Regions from separate parts of the Zea mays genome. Here region 1 is linked to region 2. The links are chromatin contacts, called in public Hi-C maps. All regions are on one chromosome and are shown on one strand. Each heading gives the region's core, a stretch centred on a gene start, on an enhancer-like site or on the middle of the called end of the contact. The rest is flanking DNA. Distances are from core to core; before and after follow the strand shown.

Region 1 (3,621 bases), core at 801-3,300, 280 kb after region 2:
GCGACGAGAGATGGGGAGGGGAGGGGCAGCTAACGAGTGGGTCGGGGTGTCAGGCGCGGGCGCGGGCGCGCGATGCTGGGCTGCTTGGGCCGCGGGAGGGAGAGAGGGAGGGGCGGGCACGCGAGAGGGGGGGGGGTGGCTTGGGCCGGAAGCGGCCCAGCCGAGGGGGGAGTTTTTCCTTTTTTTTATTTTTCTATTTTCTATTTCTCATTTCTCATTTCTATTTCTATTTCTTTTTATCTCTTTTTCTTTTGAACAATAATTAGCTAAATAATCTTAGGTGCTAAAAATAATCTATGTGAGGTGCTTCTAACAATCAAAGTGTATGCATATGATGAGATGACCTATGGGATGGAGTTTAGGGAGAGATAAAAAATTAGGGGGGTAGGAGATTAGGGTTCTAAACCTTGGGTTGGAATTTTGGGATGTTACATCTTGTAGTCGGCGTCACATGGTGGCTAGCCTTGCTCCATCATCTCGGCCTATGCTATGGCCCACAAGGGCAAGGCGATGTCCGATGTCACTTACAACCCGAATGATGGGCTCGAGGCGTATAGCAATCCCGCCATCTACAGCCGCCTTCATGAGTACACCACCATGGCACAGGAGGTCCATGGGCCAGATTACGATCCGAGGACCGAGGACATTCACCCCGATGTCCTCAAGAGGGTCGGAGGAGGCAAGAGACATAGGTGGTATTGGATTGCCGACGGGGAATCGACTCGTCGTCCACTCCCACTCTGTCTCATGTGCGAGCAAGGAGCACGAGCTCGAGCCTAGCCATACGACCTCGGCATGACAACTCACATCATCGCATACAACAACTCGAGGTTAGTGTGCTTCTGTAACTCGTCATTCTTTGAGTTATATATCTTCTCTTTGAGTTACTATAACATTGACTTAGAATATTACAGACCCAGCTAGAAACAGAGAGGAGGGAACGTCAGGAGATGGAGGTAAGGATGACAGAGATGTTGCAGTACATGTAGAGTCTTGACACCGCACATGGTTTTGCTCCACCACCTCCGTTGTTCCCTACAGTTGACCCTGTTGAGTTCCATACTCCTATGAGTATCAAAATTCTAGTCTTGCATGATATATATTTCTTTGGTATAACACATGCAATCTCTTCTCTGTACATGGACAATCTGGGCAGCATCCAACAACCCTAATGGATCACCCAACCCATCGCCACACCAGTCCAGTCACCCACCTCTTTAGCTTAGTTGTGATACTTATGTTGGTGAACTTGTGTGAACTTATGTTGGTGAAACTTGTCCTGAATTTATGTTTGAGTTGGTAATACTTATGTTGGTGAAACTTGGTATGAACATAGACATGTTTGTGAAAAACTTGTTAGATTTGTGAAATATGTGGTCTCTGTTATGTATGTGATGATTATGTGATATCTGTGATGTATATGTGATATATCTTTTGTTTGTTTGGAGGGAATAGAAAAAAGGGGTATATTGGACACTTTGCCGAATGTAACACTTGGCAAAGAGGTGCTTTGCCGAGTGTCACAAAGGCTCCATCGCCGTTAACGGTCGACGTGACGACGGTTTTTCTTTGCCGAGTGCCCGATAAAAAGTATTCGGCAAAAAAGCCGTTATCGATGTACAGTTCACCGAGCTCTCCAGCAAAGCCTTCACCGAGTGTTTTCCGGCCTTCGCCGAATGCTTCAAACATTCGACAAAGAGACCGATTCCGGTAGTGTTTCACCGTAATCTAGCTTATATAACCAAACAAGACCGAATTTACTCTTTGTTGATGTAAAACATATTACATGTAATTGTTCATGTCGTCGATACAATTAATATGAAGTTTACTTTGAGAAGGACACTGAAGAAAAACGTAAAATAGGAAGAACCTCGTTAGATATAGAGAAATTAATTTCTTGACGTAGTGTTCGAATATATACAGTGGTTTTAGTGAGGCCAGAAAACATACAATATACCACTGTGTTCTTACTCGTTCTTATCTGTTTGATTATAAAATATAAACAGAACATCTTATATAGAGGGGGAAAAGTAACGCGAAGAAAAACTTCATTCGTGCTGAAGCCAAACACGGAAGCCGGCCGGTCCTATGTTGTCTTGAACGATCCCTCCCCCTATAAATTAAAGCTTCGAAGACAGAGGATAATAGAAGTGAGATCGTAAGCACAAGCAACAGCTTGAAAACGGGCAGAAAATAGAACATTCTTTGAAAAGGAGCCAACGAACCGATCGATCGATCAAGCACCAAGAGAACTCGCGCAACACAAAATCTCTGCAAGGATTTTCCGGCCGCTGCGCCGGCGAGCACCATCCTCTGGCAACCGGCGGGGCAGCAGCAGCATCAATAAGGGGATCCTTGTCTCGCTTCGTGATCGTCCGCCGCGCTGGGGTCGACTCACTCGCGCCACTCTTCCCGTTCCCTACCGTGGTGGCGGAACCCTAATGCGGGCCCGAGTCTAGCCTCCATGGACTTTGCCAGCCGCCACGCCGCAGCGGAGGCTGCCACATCGTCTGCTGCATCCGCCTCCGCCCCCGCGGCGGTCGCTGAGGAGCCTGAGTACCTCGCCCGGTACATCGTCGTCAAGCACTCGTGGAGGGGAAGGTATCGCCGGGTCCTTTGCATCGCCTCTTCCTGCGTCGTCACGCTCGACCCCACCACTCTCAACCTCACCAACTCCTACGATGTCGGCTCCAAGTTCGACCATGCTGAGGCTCTCACTGCCACCGACGAGTTCACGCTCGCAGTCCGCACCGATGCCCGCGGCAAGTTCAAGCCTATGCGCTTCTCATCCCCGCTCCGCCCGGGGATCCTCACCGAACTCCACCGCCTCCGCCCGGTCCAGGACTCCTTCGACTTCCCCGTCCTCCATCTCCGCCGACGCACCCACGAGTGGGCCCCCTTCGTAAGCACACCGCCTTACTGAATTCCCGCTTCTGTCAACTTCACATCCCGCTACTGTCTATTGTGTTGTGCTGCTGTAAACAAAAACTAGCAATGCGAGGCTGTGTTTCATTTTTTAAATAAACCAAGGCTTAGTTTCTGCAAGTAATTTTGCTGCACAACTCTATTCTGATCAGTTGATGCTTCCATGCCAATCTCATATAGTACTACCCTACTTCATGAATGAATTTGTTCATCCTTAAGATAACTTACCAGATCTCATAGCACTAGGCTACCAGTTCAAGCAGAACTATTGAAGACAATTCACATATTTGCACATTCATTCTTGCTCAATTTTTTGTGATTTTTTAACTATACGAAAAATAGGATAACAAATTCTACTATTCAACCTGTGCCACAAAATGTGCTAAAATAGATGATGTGCTAATAAATACTCCCTCCAGTCAGATCCATATGATGTTCCAGAAAGCAAGTTTGGTTTGCATTTAGCTTTAGTTTGTTTGTTGTTCGAAATATCATATATAAGTGACTGGATGTGGTAGATTGTTGTAGTGCACCACTTCTATGGTCATTATTTAGATATCTAGATGATTGCGGAGACCATCTTTAATATATTATAACTCATATAATGCTGTATAGAAAAAATTATCACATGATGTCTAATACTTTGGTTACGGTATCTGAACATTCTGTAGAAACTTAAGGTTACTCCTGTGGGTG
Region 2 (4,004 bases), core at 1,448-3,947:
TACCCCCACGACGTTATCTAACTGAGCCGAGCACGAATCACCGCGGCAAGCGCGAATCTAGGCGCACGGTCGTCGGCGGCGAAGGGGGGGGGGTGAACCTGCGATCTTATTCAGTCACTGTTCAATCAGAATACCATTCAGTCTATCTGACAGGGCCATTTGCAGGGCATTAATCTCCGTTTTTTGTGTGGCAACTGGTTAATCTCTCTGTAACAAAGTTCTAGCCCTATAATCCAGCTACAAATCTACTATGGCAACTATCCTCAATCGAGCAACAGATCTTACTCAAAATCAAGCCCTAAGTTCATCCAACTTCACTGTCACTGAAAGTTCAGACTTAAGGTTGCCTGACAGCCCGACTTTGGATCCAACTTTCTCAAAAAATTTCATGGCACCAAGGCTTAATCCCTATAGCAAAGTTGTTCTCCTATAGTAGCTCTACAAATTTGCTATATTGACTTTGAGCAAAAACTTCAAGAATCCTGAGATGTAGGGCTCCAAGGTCAGCCTTAGTCAACTGTATTTCAGACTTAACCATATGATCACTAGAGTGGCCTTTTTTGCATTTAGGCCAAAATCTCATGGTTTCTTTTGTAAATCTTCAAATATGTGAACCACATGACTTAAGGTACCCTAATTCCATGGTTTTTGCACTTAGGTCCAAAAGTGTGCAAAATTTACATATAACCCCCTAGGGTTTCTGTCTAGGGTTTTCCAGGGGTCTATTTAGGGTTTTTGGTACTTCTAGGGTTTGGATGCCACTTAAGTCCATTAATAGTGACATTTTATGATCATTACTAATGAGTTTTGAAGTTTTCTCTTATTTAAGCTTGGTTTACTCTTTTAAGCCCAGTTTAGGGTTAAGTACTCTACCTTAGGGTTTTACCAATGACATGTCACATCAATACAACTTGTTTGAAATTTTTGCCTAGTGAATGCACTCTAGGTATGACAAACACATGATATGCTAATGCTTATGATGTTATGCTCAAGTTTTAGTGACAGTAACACCAGAGGTGTTACAGGTATCCCGTCGGGAGGAGAGATCCTAGGTGTGCATTGGGTCGGCATGCCACCCAAGACACCTCTAGTCAACATAGAACCAAATAAAGGCGAAGATTTGAGGTACAGAAAGACTAAAATAGGGCTAAACTAAGGCTAGATTACTCCTACTCCTAAGGAATAGAAAGAACAATACAAATAAAATAAATTTGATAAATAGATTTAATTTGATCGATTGTGGAAGCCATCAATCCGTCGTGCCCCTTCGTTTATATAAGGGGGTGAGGTTTGGACCCGTTAAGTAGATTCCCGAATTAATACTGCGAAGTTTGCTAATAAATCCTGTAAAAATGAGCAACTGTAACTGATTCTGGGCACGTCAAATTAGATTCTCAACACAATCCAAAGTAGAAACAAATTATTCCTCCCTCTGCAGCTCTGCTAGTCTGCTGGCTGCTGCCCAAGCCCAACTCGTTTCAGATCAGGAGAATGGAGACTGCCAGACTGAAAGAGTGGAGAAAGAGGCAGAGTGCGCCGCTGCGCGCATGCGCGCCTGCGCCGGTGCAGCAGGCGGGCGCACAGCTACGGCCAGCCGTCTCAGCCTTGCCTCGCCCTCGCCTTTGCTAGAGAATAGAGAGATGCGGGAGATGGAGGAGCGACTGCTGCGAAGAGCCGGATCGGAAGAGAAGAGGCTTTTTTGGTCTGCTGATGGGCTAAGCCAAGGTATGGCTTGGGCCATACCCAGCCATATTAGACCCTCCGCCACTGGAGATATATGTTGATTTTAGCTTTGACCTGAATTGAGACGTCTGAAGAACACCGTACTTTCATCATGTGAAGAAAAACCAAGGAAAAAGAAAACCCCATACGATTGGCCAGCCGTGTGCTTTCTTTATTTCCATATAAACACTGCACAGTTGACGTGCTGACAAGAGACGATAGTAAACACACCAGAATAAGAGAAGGAGGTGGTGGCCGATCGAACATCATCAGCTGCTTCCCGGCAGTGACAGTGAGTCATTGTCACTCACACCGGCAAATTAAGCTAACAACGGGCCGTTCTGGTCATTTCCGTCCATGTACCTGCAGCAGCAAACAGCGATAGCCAAACTTCGCTCACGTACAGCAGGCCACGAGACACGAGAGGCGCGAATTTCCAGAGCCAGAGCTAGTTCGATCTACAGGGGTGCAAAGAAGAAGTAGTCGACGACAGCGTTAGGCCGCGGCGCCTCCCACTCCCGCGGCGCGCGGGAACCGGCGCTCCACGTGCACGAGCGCAACGAGGGACACGCCGAGAAGCCACAGGACCAAGGCGAGGATGAGCGCGTACGCGTGCGCGGCGCCGGAATTGCCGGGACGATTGTCGTCGTTCTTCGGGCCGGCGGCGGAGGCGAGCGCGCTCCACCCCAGCAGCATGAGCACGCGGCCGGCGTCCAGGAAGAGGCGCCGGGCTCCGTCGTCGCGCTCGCGGCGCCCAGCGAGGATCGCTACCTGCTGTTCCGGTTCCGGCTGCTCGCGCTGGTAATCGGGCATCATCCCGGCTTGCAGTGCCATGTGTTCGTGCACCTGCCCAAGACAAGGTTCTTGGCAAGGAGCGGGCGGGAGAGCACGGACCGGAATTGGCTACTCCGTACCTGCCTACTATATATAATAGTAATTAGTAAACAGTATAATGTATAGCACGGACCGGCCAAAAGGCATTTGGATTGGATGCAATTCCTGAGAGGTGGGAAGGGCCGAAGGGGGGAATAACCGGCCCCTGGTGACTGGGAACTGATACAGACGTCCGCGTACCACCGCCACGCATCACTGTCGTCGTCTGCCTTCACCTGTGGTGGCCTGGTGGGCAACCACCACGTTGTCGTCTTTCTTTTCGTATTTCTTCGCCTGCCACATCCTCCGCTTCCACCAGTTTTGGTGTCACCTTGGTAAGTTCTGTAGACATCAGGGTCTCTCTCATTGCAAACGCGGATCAATCTGATAGAGACATGCAGCAAACACTGTACCAAGACTCAATTGACTCGACGGAGAAGCCGATCGAGCTAGCTTAGCATGCATCCACCGTTCTTGAATTCGGTTGACTCGTTTATATGGCCATCGATCAGTCAGACCTGAGATTTGGACGCCCATCCGAGACTTACCTGCTGCATGCAGCGGACCATTGCTACACGTTCACAAGGCAGTAGTGGCTCTCCGTAATAGCAAAAATCTCCATGCAGGCAGGGTACTCGTAGTTATATGTCAATTTTTAATCTGAAGAAAACAACGGATGCCAACTTGTATTACAGGACTCCGGTAGTGTTGCGAATCTCTATCCAACTGACGACCAGAAGAACCAGGCAACCAGCCTTCCCTGGTTTTAACCTGTGCAAGGCCAGCAAGCTATTTACCAGTAACCACACCCGCCACCTCTGCTCCGGCCCTTTTCTCGGATCGTTGATAGTGATTCTTTGATGTTAAGGGTTTTATGGCCTTACCTGGTTTTAACCTGCGCAATGCCGCCAAACTGTTTACCAGTGACCACCCCCGCCACCTCTGCTCCGGCCCTTTTCTCTCATCATTGATAGTGATTCTTTGATGTCTAGGATCTTATGGTCCTGTCTGATCAGTCCCCTTATCTGACTGAAGTAATCGACGTAGGTCTAGAGTTCTAGATAGAGTAGATAGAGAGACAGGGAGTTACATATAGATGGTAATAGGTACCTGACATCCGAAACCCAGTGAATTTTTACTCTATTAGCTTATGGTACATGCTAATATCTACCGAATTTTTTGTTTTTTAGCCCCTTTCGAGTCAAAAATTTACGTTTGGATCCCCAGAAATTTTATTTGCGCGTTTGGACCCGAAGCTCGGTGCCATAGGCTGTGGCGTCGAGGTAACACAGCTCGGCGCCACAGCCTATGGCGCCGAGCTTCGTGACGTGGCAGTCCGCGTGGCACCTAGCTCGGCGCCACAGATCTTGGCGCCGAGCTAGGAAATACCCGCAAACTGCCTTTCTCTC

Evidence for each region. A called contact is a pair of places that touch in the nucleus more often than the background predicts.
Region 1: a Hi-C map of leaf shows a contact between it and region 2, with 5 times the contacts expected there. The contact joins the promoter of LOC103638891 here to the enhancer-like site in region 2. A contact is called at or near these places in 2 of 25 Hi-C or Micro-C datasets (leaf and tassel).

Annotation. Positions count from the first base shown.
Region 1 is chr9:117,205,977-117,209,597 of Zm-B73-REFERENCE-NAM-5.0, forward strand. LOC103638891 (dnaJ homolog subfamily C GRV2) reads left to right here and starts at 2,051. Exons shown (of 22, transcript XM_008661674.4): 1 at 2,051-2,902; 2 at 3,597-3,621. The coding sequence starts at 2,465.
Region 2 is chr9:116,926,989-116,930,992 of Zm-B73-REFERENCE-NAM-5.0, forward strand. No RefSeq gene overlaps it. Among protein-coding and RNA genes, the nearest start is that of LOC103638888, 44 kb to the left of the region's middle. Within about 2 kb of position 2,698, at least 15 of the 20 cell types and tissues checked have an H3K27ac peak or open chromatin away from gene starts, as enhancers often do. A contact at or near this core is called in leaf, where this site is marked.